Regions from separate parts of the Zea mays genome. Here regions 1 and 2 are each linked to region 3. The links are chromatin contacts, called in public Hi-C maps. All regions are on one chromosome and are shown on one strand. Each heading gives the region's core, a stretch centred on a gene start, on an enhancer-like site or on the middle of the called end of the contact. The rest is flanking DNA. Distances are from core to core; before and after follow the strand shown.

The links. A called contact is a pair of places that touch in the nucleus more often than the background predicts.
Region 1: a contact with region 3 is called in a Hi-C map of ear, with 8 times the contacts expected there. The contact joins the promoter of LOC542212 here to the promoter of LOC103655810 in region 3. A contact is called at or near these places in 3 of 25 Hi-C or Micro-C datasets (ear, leaf and tassel).
Region 2: a contact with region 3 is called in a Hi-C map of leaf, with 6 times the contacts expected there. The contact joins the promoter of LOC542147 here to the promoter of LOC103655810 in region 3. A contact is called at or near these places in 3 of 25 Hi-C or Micro-C datasets (ear, leaf and tassel).

Annotation. Positions count from the first base shown.
Region 1 is chr4:196,176,019-196,179,865 of Zm-B73-REFERENCE-NAM-5.0, forward strand. It overlaps LOC542212 (ribulose bisphosphate carboxylase small subunit 1), which reads right to left and starts at 2,083. Exons shown (of 2, transcript NM_001111824.1): 1 at 1,876-2,083; 2 at 1,094-1,711. The coding sequence starts at 2,022. The coding sequence ends at 1,346.
Region 2 is chr4:196,231,644-196,235,434 of Zm-B73-REFERENCE-NAM-5.0, forward strand. It overlaps LOC542147 (narrow sheath 2), which reads left to right and starts at 1,931. Exons shown (of 2, transcript NM_001111772.1): 1 at 1,931-2,690; 2 at 2,816-3,378. The coding sequence starts at 2,274. The coding sequence ends at 3,196.
Region 3 is chr4:195,988,816-195,993,011 of Zm-B73-REFERENCE-NAM-5.0, forward strand. It overlaps LOC103655810 (lysosomal Pro-X carboxypeptidase), which reads right to left and starts at 1,956. Exons shown (of 7, transcript XM_020552289.1): 1 at 1,219-1,956; 2 at 1,039-1,151; 3 at 764-920; 4 at 431-709; 5 at 197-276; 6 at 42-91. The coding sequence starts at 1,956.

The DNA of each region.
Region 1 (3,847 bases), core at 833-3,332, 190 kb after region 3:
GCCAAGCTGCTTGTTCGGGCTACAAATACAAGAGGAGGAAATTAGATCTCTGGCCTCAGCGGATGAGATGGACGTGACGCTATACTTCACCTGGTGCTGCAGGATCCATGTGGTTTTGAGCAGGATGATTGTTTTGCTTCCTTTTTTCTTCTGAGGTTGGGTGTGGCTATGGTGTATGTCACCCCTTTAGCCCTTTTCACAACACTCTAGGTCATCTCTCTTCTCCTACCTTTTGGCTATCTGTGCCGTGCCTGTAATAGGAGTCCTCTGTCAAGTCATCTAAACCAGATAACTACTGTGATAGGGAAACTCTGTTGCGAGTTACCTTAGTTACTCTGCATTTACTTGACCTTCTGTATTGTATCTGGACCTGCTATATTTCTATTACGGTAATAATAGAAAATATATGGTAATAATAGAAATGGGGTTTTACTCGCTCGAAAAAAAAGAGAAGTAGCAGTGTGCCTTTGTCGTACATGTAAGAAAACGGCCGTCGACTTGCCTTGCAGTCTCCATCAGTAAAGCTGTGTATCGACAGTGGGAGTAGGCCGGTACAATCACTTGCCAATCATTCAAACTTTACATCATCTGATCTACTCGTGCGCTCTGTACCACATATTTTCTCTCTGGTTTTTCATTCGTTTCTCTGGTTTCATTTTGCTAGTGTTCTAGCACTACTTTATGTGTGATGTAAACATAAAACTGCATCTGTTGGCTTATTTCGTTTTCCATTCCACAAGATAGGTATATACATATATATGCAGTTTAATAATAGCATCACGCTTGTTGGTACATCTCGAATTCGTTCACTTAAGATCTCAAAAAAGACATAGGAAAGGAAAGAAGGAATTGAAGTGAAGAGGACACACATCCATTAATTAGCATATATATGATGAGACAGATATATAAATAAAAAGCACCAGTTATATATTAACTTAACACGGTGTCGTATAGTATTGTCGGCGCCTCGGCGGATTTATATATATAGTTTGTATCCATATTACATGTATATGATAGCCGGAGCTTGCATTCACATGTTCCTCACCCCAAGTATATATAGGCGTTGCAGTAGTTTTGTAGCAGGTATAGAGGTAGCCAATGCAAGGCCATGATTGCAACAATGGATACATCACATCCAGCAGAGAACTGCTGGAAAGCAAAGGAACCATGGCCGGGGAAAAGAAGAAAAAAAAAGGAAAAAAGGAAAGAAGAAACCAAGCAAGCAAAGGGTACACGGTGACCCGAAGCAAAACCGAACGACAGAGACGACGCATGGCACTAGCTACTAGCTCACGCAGGAGCTAGCTAGCTAGCTAGCCGGCGGGGGGCGGCCGGCGGGCGCGGTCTAGTCGCTGCCCGGGGGCTTGTAGGCGATGAAGCTGACGCACTGCGTCTGCTTGATGTTGTCGAAGCCGATGACGCGGTGGAAGGCGTCCGGGTAGGATTTGATGGCCTCCTGCAGCTCCTTGTACACCTGGGTGGCGTCGTTGCAGCCGAACATGGGCAGCTTCCACATGGTCCAGTAGCGGCCGTCGTAGTAGCACGGGGAGGTGGAGTTCTCGCGGTACACGAAGCCGACCTTGCTGAACTCGAGGCAGGGTATCCAGCCGTTGCGCAGCAGGTAGTCCACCTGCTTCAGCAGGTCGTCCGTCGACAGCGGCGGCAGGTACGACAGCGTCTCGAACTTCTTGTTGCCGTAGGCCGGCCACACCTGCACGTAGTACGTGTGTTTTGGTTCGTTTGGGGTTGGGAAATGGGATGGGATGGGCAACACACATCAGTCCATGCATGGATCATCAGTTCCCTTCCTATTACTAACTCGCTAGCTGCAGCTGCTGCAATGCAAAGAACTACTAGCTAGGATGCATTTGTTACCTGCATGCACCGGATCCTTCCGCCGTTGCTGACGTTGCCGAGGCTTCTGGAGGAGCGGCGGGCGACGGGGAGGCTGGCGGTGGACTTGAGCCCCTGGAACGGAGCGACGGCGGTGGCCGACGAGGCCATCATCACGGTGGGCGCCATGGCTGCCTGGCTGCCTAGTATGTATGTACTCGCTGCTTGCTTGCTTGCTTGGGTCGTCCTGTAGTAGGCTCCCCCACACCGACGGCATATATAGAGGGGGAGAGTGTGCGACGGGATGGCCGGCTCCGGCTCTCGTTGGGGGCAGGACGCAGTACAGGACAGGACGAAGCGGATGTGGGACGAGTGGCCACCGTTCTCCCGTGGCCGCGCCCGGCCAGCCTGGCCCTATCCTGATCGCGTCCGCCACCACATGTCGCGTCCCCGTGGCGCGCCTTATCGCCTGCGCGCCATGGTTGGACTATGCGTGATGTGCCAGGGACTTGTAGATAGGAGGAAGCGCAGTTTAGGCTCGTCGCGGTTCTGGGCAAAGACAAAACAGTTTTGGGCTTGGGCTTCGGCTTCGGCTTCGGCTGCGTCTGCTTGCAGTTTTGGCTCTTTGCATCGTCTGCTGCTCTCTCACCTGAGGCACTGACGCCGGCCCTGTTTGGATCTACAGAATTGGGCTGAATTCAAGTCAGTTTCCAGGATGGCTTGTTTGGCAGCGCATTGAAATTGGAAAGTGACAGTAGAATTTTTTGGCATATATATGCGCCTTACTTAGCTACCTCGAATTCATGGCAATTCCGCCTCTTGTCTTTTATCGGGCGTCGTCCACGAGCGCCTACGCCTTCCCCAACCATTCCACCTATTCTATTTTTCTACAAAAAAAATAATTACCCCAGCCTCAGCTATTTATGAAAAATATATGAACTTTCGCTAGAGTTGCATTTGAATTCCCCACGTCTGTCATCAGTCATCACGAAAGAAAGGTAAATCTAAAACTCCTCCTAAAAATGTTATTTAATTACCCAAACATGCCTAAAACTGCATTTAAGGATATCTACTATGAAAGGTATTGCAAAATAACACACTAAATGTGCCATTTATCTTTGCAAGCCGCGGATGCAGATCTAGCGCCAGATTAAAGGGAGCTCGATTCATGGATATATGTTCTTTTTCAAAGAATGTTTATGGTCGATGTTTGTTATTTTTTTCGTTTTGCGAAACCGTATGCAAGAAATTACAAAAGGTGGGGAACTTTTTGTTTTCATAATCAAAAAAATATGTCTTTTAGATTACGCGTATCTAAGCAATGTAAATACGCTAAATTTGTGTCTTACTTATGTACCTACGTGCTCAATTAACTAAATATTCCACATATTTTTGTCTTACCAATATAATCTATTATAGAAAATAATTCAACAACCATAGAAATATGCATAAATTTTTCTAGACTACACATTCTACCATTTCTCTACTGATATAAGGTCCTGTCCTTAAGCAACCTAGTTTTTAAGAAGCCAGATTCTATCTCTAATTTCCAGAAATTGGTTTATAAAAACAACTGGTTAATCGTGTTTGTAACCATCTCAATTTCTATAAATTAGTTTTAGCTAGGGGAGGCTAGCTTCTTGGTTTTAAGAAACCGAGAATCCAGTTTCCATAAACAAGCACATAAACTGATATGTTTGAAACCACCTCATCTTGATAAACCAATTTCTTAAAACTGGGAGCTTCCATACAGACCCTTAAGCATCAGTTTTTCTCGTTTCCACCGTCGTCCATTTAAAAAATCCTTATGCATTTTATAATCTAACCCACGGTCTAACAACTACAACACATACAAGGCAAAACCGCATTCTTGTGTCACTTTCCAATTCAATGCGTTGGTGGCCCCAGGTCTGTACAGTCTCCGTGTTCGCCCCGAGATCTTGCCTGGCGATGTTGCCTCCGACCTCGTCGCGACACAGATCCTCGTGCCCGATATACCTCCGTGTTGGCCTAC
Region 2 (3,791 bases), core at 681-3,180, 240 kb after region 3:
CAATGTTTTTGGATAAACTTTAGATAAACCGCTGCAAACAGCGTATCCAACTCCCACACTCGCATTTTATTAGTATAATCTCAAACATGTAAGTCTTATGCATTACTTCCTTAGCGCCAGTTTAGCTTGTTCACTGTCTAATCAAGCTAACATTATTTTACATATGACTTCTATTTGTTTCAGGCAAAATTTTCACTTAGCAAATCACATTTCCATATATAGGCCTATCTGCACCAAAATTCTTTTCAAATTTCCACAGATTTATTCGTCGTATTTTATTAGTAGTATTGTATCACAAATGCAAGTTGTATGCATTTTCAGATTCCATTGGTACCATTTTAGCTTATTGAATGTTTGACGTTGCTACCGTTATAACCTCCACGCCATATATGGTTTTGATAGTAGTGAGATGTGTAGAAACCTAGGAGAACTACATTGAAACTCTATGATTTCATGTGTAGTTCTCCTAGGTTTCTACAAATAGTGTCCCACAACTTTCTCCAAACATTCTAAAATTTTTATCGCAGCCTGTACATATGATATCATGACACGTGGACAAGTTTCAGGATTTTTTGACTTTGTTTGTGTTTTATACAATTTTTAAACATGTGTATGGCAAGTTCACGGCCATGTTTAGTGAGCATGTTGCTCGAAGTTTCCGGTCCGCTCCTGAAATCGGTCGTAACTAATGCTAAGTAACATGAATATTATTTTTGCATGCACGGTTTTCCAAGTTTCGAGTGACCTACAGTTCAAATCTAAATTTTCCGAAGAAATTCAAATAAACGAACTAAATCTACTAACGATTGAAAACTCTGTTAAAATTGTCCACAAATGATACATGTAGGTCTACATAGTGTAGAAACATACCACAAAAATTTCGAGAGACAAAATAAAAAAAATAAAAATATACTTTGCCGAGTGTCCAGGAATGACACTCGGCAAAGTATGCTTTGCCGAGTGCCTACTATGTGGCACTCGGTAGAGAATCTCTTTGCCGAGAGCCAACGGATGACACTCGGCAAAGACTAACGGCCGTCAGCTTTGGGACGGCCGCTGACGGCCGTTTGCCAAGAGCCCACTTTGCCGAGTGTTTGACACTCGGCAAAGTTGTCTTTGCCGAGTGCCGTTCTGTGCCGAGTGTTCAGCGCTCGGCAAAGTTGTCTTTGCCGAGTGCCTAACATTACCGAGTGCGGCACTCGGCAAAGCTTTCTTTGCCGAGTGCCCGACAAAAGGCACTCGGCAAAGAAGCCAACACTCGGCAAAGCCTCGGATTCCGGTAGTGAGATGGTCGTTTATCCAGTAATGTCATCTTCATATGATAGTGATGATGAGGAAGAAAAGGTGTCCGTGCTTGTTATTAGGGATTATCTTACAGCAGCACTGCCGCTATCATCCTCTATACACAGATATGTATTGCTCAGGCTGATCGAAATAATGTACAAATTGATGATGATAGTTGTGATAGTGTAACTCTTCTTTTCTCCTTACAAATTTATATTAACCTGCTGCTGTTAGTTCAAAAAAATTGAGTTAACTTTTTTTCACATATAGTGCTAGTAGGAGCTATAGCTAGCCAGCTTTTACTTGTGGCAGAGCATGTAATATATAACTCTGCGTGACCATCGCCAATTTATTTCCCATGGACAGTAGTAAGACTGTAGCTAGCACTGGTGCCGCGTTGGTCAAAGAGGATCACTGCAAGCTCTGGCCGTTTTGATGTACACCAATTTGTCTCTCACACGCTGCCTACCTTTTTTTTTTCTGGTCGGCCCAACTTCATTCATCTCTCGTTCATTACTGCATATGCATATATGCATTGTCGCTTTCACAGACGATCGACCATTGGATCGGCAGCTGCGCATGCATGCCTGGCCCTAGCAGCTAGCAGCTACCTCTATATAACGGGAGGATCTACTTCTATCTACCCAGCTTCCATCCCAGTCTAATCGTCCTCACCCTAGCAAATCCCAGAGACAGAGACTAGGAACCCACGGCATTTGGCTGCTGATCGATCGAGCTGTGTTTATGTGTGTGAGAGGTTGGCAGGTTGCCTGTTAGCTCATGATAGACTGCTGATTGATCGATGCATATATGATTTGCAGGTAGAAACAACTTCTTAGAACGCATATACGACACACACATATAGCTAGCTGTCGTTCTGCAGTCAGCGCACACACAGCTAAGCTTCCTACCTAGGATTGAGCTAGCTAGGCGTGTTGAATCCATCGTCAGTCGATCGATCCGATCTAGCATTAGCATTAGCATCCTCCATGCCGCAGACACCTTCGACCCGCTGGTGCCCGACGCCGGAGCAGCTGATGATCCTGGAGGAGATGTACCGGAGCGGCGTTAGGACGCCCAACGCGGCGGAGATCCAGCAGATCACGGCGCACCTGGCCTACTACGGCCGCATCGAGGGCAAGAACGTCTTCTACTGGTTCCAAAACCACAAGGCCCGTGAGCGCCAGCGGCTCCGCCGGCGCCTCTGCGCCCGGCACCAGCAGCAGTACGCGCAGCAGCAGCAGCAGGCCACCGCAGCAGCGCCGGCTTCGAGCCCTAACAGCAGCGCCACCCTTCTTGCACCTCCGGCAGCAGGCGGCAGCAGCGCCCCCTGTGTGCATCCGGCGGTGATGCAGCTGCACCATCACCACCACCCGTACGCAACCAGCTTCAGCATGCCCCATCTGGTATAGAATCACTAAATACAGAATCATATTAGTACCAATTTCAGTTAATTTTGTACCTTGTTAGTGCATGCATTCTTGATGTATCTATATATAAATGTGCATGTTCATCACTTGATTATTATTAGGGCTACTTGGGGCAGCAGGCGGCGACTGTTACGCCAGTGCTCAACCCAGCCGCTGCCGGCATGGTGGACCTTGCAGGAGCAGGAGCAGGAAATAGGGCTACTGGTGCAGGCGGTGCCTATGGCGGTGGAGCTGGGTTATACAACAGCTGCAGCAGCAATCAGCTGGAGGTGTGGGACGCCACAGAGGCGATGGATCACTGCAACGCCAGCTGCGGTGCGGCATCAGGCAGCTCTGACGAGGGTGGCGCAGCTCATCTGCAGCTGCCGGCATGCTGCCGCCGCCCTCTCAAGACATTGGACCTCTTCCCCACTAAGAGCACTGGACTCAAGGACGAGTGCAGCAGCTCCAAGTCGTCCTCTTGCTCCACATCCACTAACTAATTTAAGCATCGTCATTATTAAATCGCTTTAGTTTCTACATTGTTGGCTTCTGGTATTTCTTTGATTTGCTAGCTAGTAGATTCGGTCATCGTCTCAAGTGTGTCATTATATCGTTGCGTTGCGTTGTATTGTGTGTTGTTATAACTACGTTTAAGTTTCAGTACTTTATCTCAATTTATCTATATATCTATCTTGGTGACTTGTTTTATCACGCAGGATATTTCTTGGACAAAAAAAAAAACAGCTGAAACCAGTAGGGTACATGTCATGAAAAACAATGAAAGCGTGAAAATCAGTCTAGGAGCACGGAACATTTAAAATATATACTAGAAAGTGAGCCCAATAAAAAGAACCTGTGGCCAATTACCTAGATTGTCATATTTGATATGTTGCAACAAACAAAAACCTAGGAATCGCAAACCAAAAATAGTGAAAAAAAATCATGACCTCAGGTATGCGAGCTCTATAATCACAAGTGTAGTAAATTCAAAAACTCCTTATTTGTTAGTAGAAACTGTCAGAGGTGAAGACTCGGCCTCGCTGCTCTCAGCACCACGGCACCGTGGAAGATGAACTGCTCTCACAGAACACATGA
Region 3 (4,196 bases), core at 706-3,205:
ATACATTACAAGGAATGCAGAAAGCTAAATTGCTCACTCACCTTTGGGCTCCACCAGCGCAATGATGCTGTCAGAGATGCTCTTCAGTACGCTGCGAATTGCCAAGAGGAAAAGAAAAATGTAACAAACTCTGGGTTTTTTTATTATATTCCTCTCGGAAAATTTTGTTTGAATTCATTTTCAAGTCGGCCATTACCCTCCAGTGCTCCACGGGTCCCGCAGCCCGTTGAAGAAGACGATGTTGCTAGCAGATTTCTTCAGGACATTCCCAATATCCTGAAACAAATTAAAGAAACCACTTATATACACATATTGACAGACAAAACAGAAAAGAAACGCCAACGAAGCCCGAAACCAGCCCAAAGCATCGTCGAACGGCAAGCAATTGAGCCCAGCCCAGCCCAGCTCAGCCCCAGCAGACGCCACTTACGAATCCGCCGAACTCGGTCTCGATCCAGAACGGGCGCGGCGGCAGCCCGGTGTAGTTGCGGCAGCTGTCGACGACGTCGGTGAAGTTGAAGGGCGACGGCTGCAGCACGCCGCCGTCGCGGATGCCGTACGCCATCACCATCACCTCCGTGCACGCCTGCCAGTTCCACCCGTCGTACATGCCGTGGGGGTCGTCGTCCTCCTCGGCGCGGAAGCACGCCGCCGCGCCCGTGTGGTTGTAGTACACGTCCATGGCGTCCCGGACCTGGGACAGCGTCAGCTGGGCGGTGCTGTTGCTGTTGCCGTCGTTGGCGGCGCCGGAGCTCGCCTCCGCCGACTCCGCCCGGCTGGCGTCTATGGCGCGGCACATGGCGCGGACTGGGTACGCCGGCAGCGGCGTCAGGAACCCCGACGGCGTCGGGTAGTCCGTCATGGCCGCGTACACCACCGCGCTCTCCAGCAGAGACGGGATGTCCTGCACGCTACTTCCACTGCATGGCGCATGCATGCATGTGCGTATCAGCGTATATATATATATATATATATAATAATAATAATAATGCCATCGACTTGACCGGGAATCCGGGATCCAGTAGTGGAAGAACTCACTTGCACATGGTGAATGTACGTCTCAGCTGTGCCTGGCCTTCTTTGGTGGCGAGCGCATCGTCGAGGACGTCCCACGACTTCCGGAGCACGTCGTAGCAGTGCTTGCTCTCGCTCTGGTGGCAACCAAGAAAAAAGAATCGAACCCAAACCATGCATGCATGCAGATAATTTCATATATACCTTGAAGTCGTCGGTGATGCGGTCGTAGAAGGCGTAGGGGTCGACGATGCCGTAGAAGCTGAGGATGGGCGCGGACGACGCGACGGCGCCCATGACGATGTGCGGGTACTTGAGGCGCATCCACGCGGCCAGCATGCCGCCGTAGGAGCCGCCGAAGACGACGACGGGGGCCGCCGGCGCGCTGAGGTTGGCCTTGAGGCTGAGCACGAACGACGCGTAGTCGGCGAGCGCCTGCGTGACGGTGAGGTAGCCCTTGGTGCGGGCGTCCCGGAACGCGGCCGCCCTGGTGCCCCCGAACGGCATGGACTCGCCGTAGTAGCGGTGCTCCACGAAGACGAGCAAGGCGCGGAACCGGGGCGCCGACTCCCACATGAACCCCGTGTTGTTGGTGAAGAGGTCCACGTCGCCCTCGTTGCCGGCGTACAGGAAGATGGGCGCGGTCGGGCCGCCCCAGAAGGTGTCGTTGACCAGGTACCGCTGCTGGAACGTCGCGTAGCTCGCCGGCGCGGAGTTGAAGTGGTCCAGCCGCTGCGTGTACCACCGCGTCTCGTACTGCACCGCCGGCGGCACGGACACGCCTCCACCACCGTCGCCGCCCGCGCGCGGTGAGGTGTAGTGCCGCTGCCGCCTCGCCAGCGTCGGCGGCGGCCGCCGGACGACGACCCGGCCCGCTTCAGATGGTTGGCATGAGAAGAGGAGAAGGAAGACGGCAGCGATGACGACTCTCTCCATGACCATCGACGTTGCAGATTAATCGAGAGTGACTCCTGGTGAATGAGAGAGGCTACTATCGATCTGATATCCTATTACGAGCTAGAGAATGGACTGATCTTTCTGTTAAGAGAAGATCGAAAATACAGTACGTACTAGTATATAGCAACCGACGTGCTTAAAAGTTGGAACTAACTAAACTAACTGCCGATGATGTGGGCAGGGGCGGATCTAGTAAACGGATATGGTAGTACACATGCAACGGATAATTATAGAGTTGTAATTATTTTATAAACAAAATAATTTATAATCATGCGGTATATATGTATACACATGTCATTTATTAGATACATTCATATACATGGTGTATATTTTATTTTGTTTTCTTAAAAAAATGTTTCTTTTTTTTAGAGAACAGGAGGGGGGGAACCCTACTGAAAAATTTATTAAAACTAGAAAATTACAGTTTAGAGCATACAGATAGTCATATTACACAAGGGAATGGTTAGTTATGACTGCCATTGCTGAAGCCAGTCAGGAATGGAGGAATCGAATCTTACCCGAGCTCTATGGATGACCAGGAGTAATTCTTTTATTAATTCATGTTTACATTGCTGTACCGTTGGATCTTTGTTCTGAAATAACCATGCATTTCGTCACATCCAAATGCTCCAAGTCATGAGGATAACTATCTCCATAGAGAAGGGAACATTGAGTTGTTGTTTGAGATTTGCCGAAGCCTCCTCGGGATTAGCAATTCTAGGAGGCGTCTGTTGGGGGCATTCGTCTTCCGAAGGTTCTCAAAAACATGATTTAACAATGTTTCTGGAGTTGTAATATATGAACAGGTATCTTCGAATTCGAATCAGAACCACAGTGGAAGAAGCACAAAGAACACGAAGGTTGATGCAGCGCCGAAGCTACGCGCAAGGGAGCTTCGGCATGACAGCAGAAAAGGAAACCGACTTAAAAGGGAAAAGGCTATTTAGACCTCGATGGATCACTAGAGTCATTAGTACATGTAAAGGGCATGGGTGTAATTTTACATGGGCTGCGTCCCGTGCCTATAAATAGATGAACAGTGCTCCCGTACTGTTCACGCTGACTTGACATTTGCTTTTGCATCACGTTCGTACCTTTGTTGTCTTTCAAGCCGAAGGTACAAAGTGTAATTTAATATTGTTTTTATTTTCTCATGATAATATAATGAAGATGAGTTGATAATGCTATATGACTGTTTATGTTATCTTTTTGTATTTTACACACTTCCTTCTATTACCTTCATACTTTCGATGTTCGAAGGTATGTCCTTCATGACTTTCGTCTGAAGATCATTATATCCTAAGGGAAATAATGTTTCGAAGGACGAAGGGCGTTGATATTTAACATTTTGTGTTGCCTTGTTATTGATTCATAGTATTTGAGAACAAGTCCCCAATAGCGTCAAACCAATTGAATTCCAGCAGGCCTTAGCAAAGTTGCATATGAGGAAGAGATGGTATAGTGTTTCCTCTTTTTGCCAGATACAGTTTTCGCACGTGTATGACTCAAGTGTCATGTTTTTCCTCCTCAGCATATTCCTTATGTTCAGTCTGTTTTTCAGCCACAACCAATAAAAAACTTTATGCTTTGGTTGACATTTATTTTTCCAAAGCGATTTGAAAATGTGGTGAACTTGAATATGTCCCATAAGATGCCTGTAAGTCTTCTTTGTAGAGAAAATCTCTGAACCCCAAATAAATTTCCAAATGTTCTTTGCATTGGTCACAGTGATTTGCCCCTATGCCTCATTTAGCTCAAGATACTGCTCGTAAGCCTGTGCAGATAGAGAGAGCTGAAAAATCTCGAAAAAATGTTTCTTTGTGTAGTACAATCATTTACATGTATGTTCTTTAAAGTTATGGATATCTGCGAGCCTTTTATTTTACTTCGTGTAGTTCCTCTCGGTCTAATCATCCTCATCATCGACTCGTATTGGACTACTACTCGTTTTCCTTCCGTGGGTTGGGCTGAAAGTCTGACACGGCCCTGGCTGTAGCCAGGCAGAATGTCCCACCATGCATCAGATGTCCAGCTTTCTGGCCCGCTCGTGAGTTCCACGGTAGGAAACGAGGAGCAAGTACTCCAACTCTAACCCAAAATGTTTGAGATCAAGCTCGAAACATTTCTGGAGATACAACAACCAAAGAACAAGTGCGTGAAACGGACTCATTTTCAGCACAGAACAGCACGGGAAGGACGACGGCCATTAACCTAGCTCCCTCGTC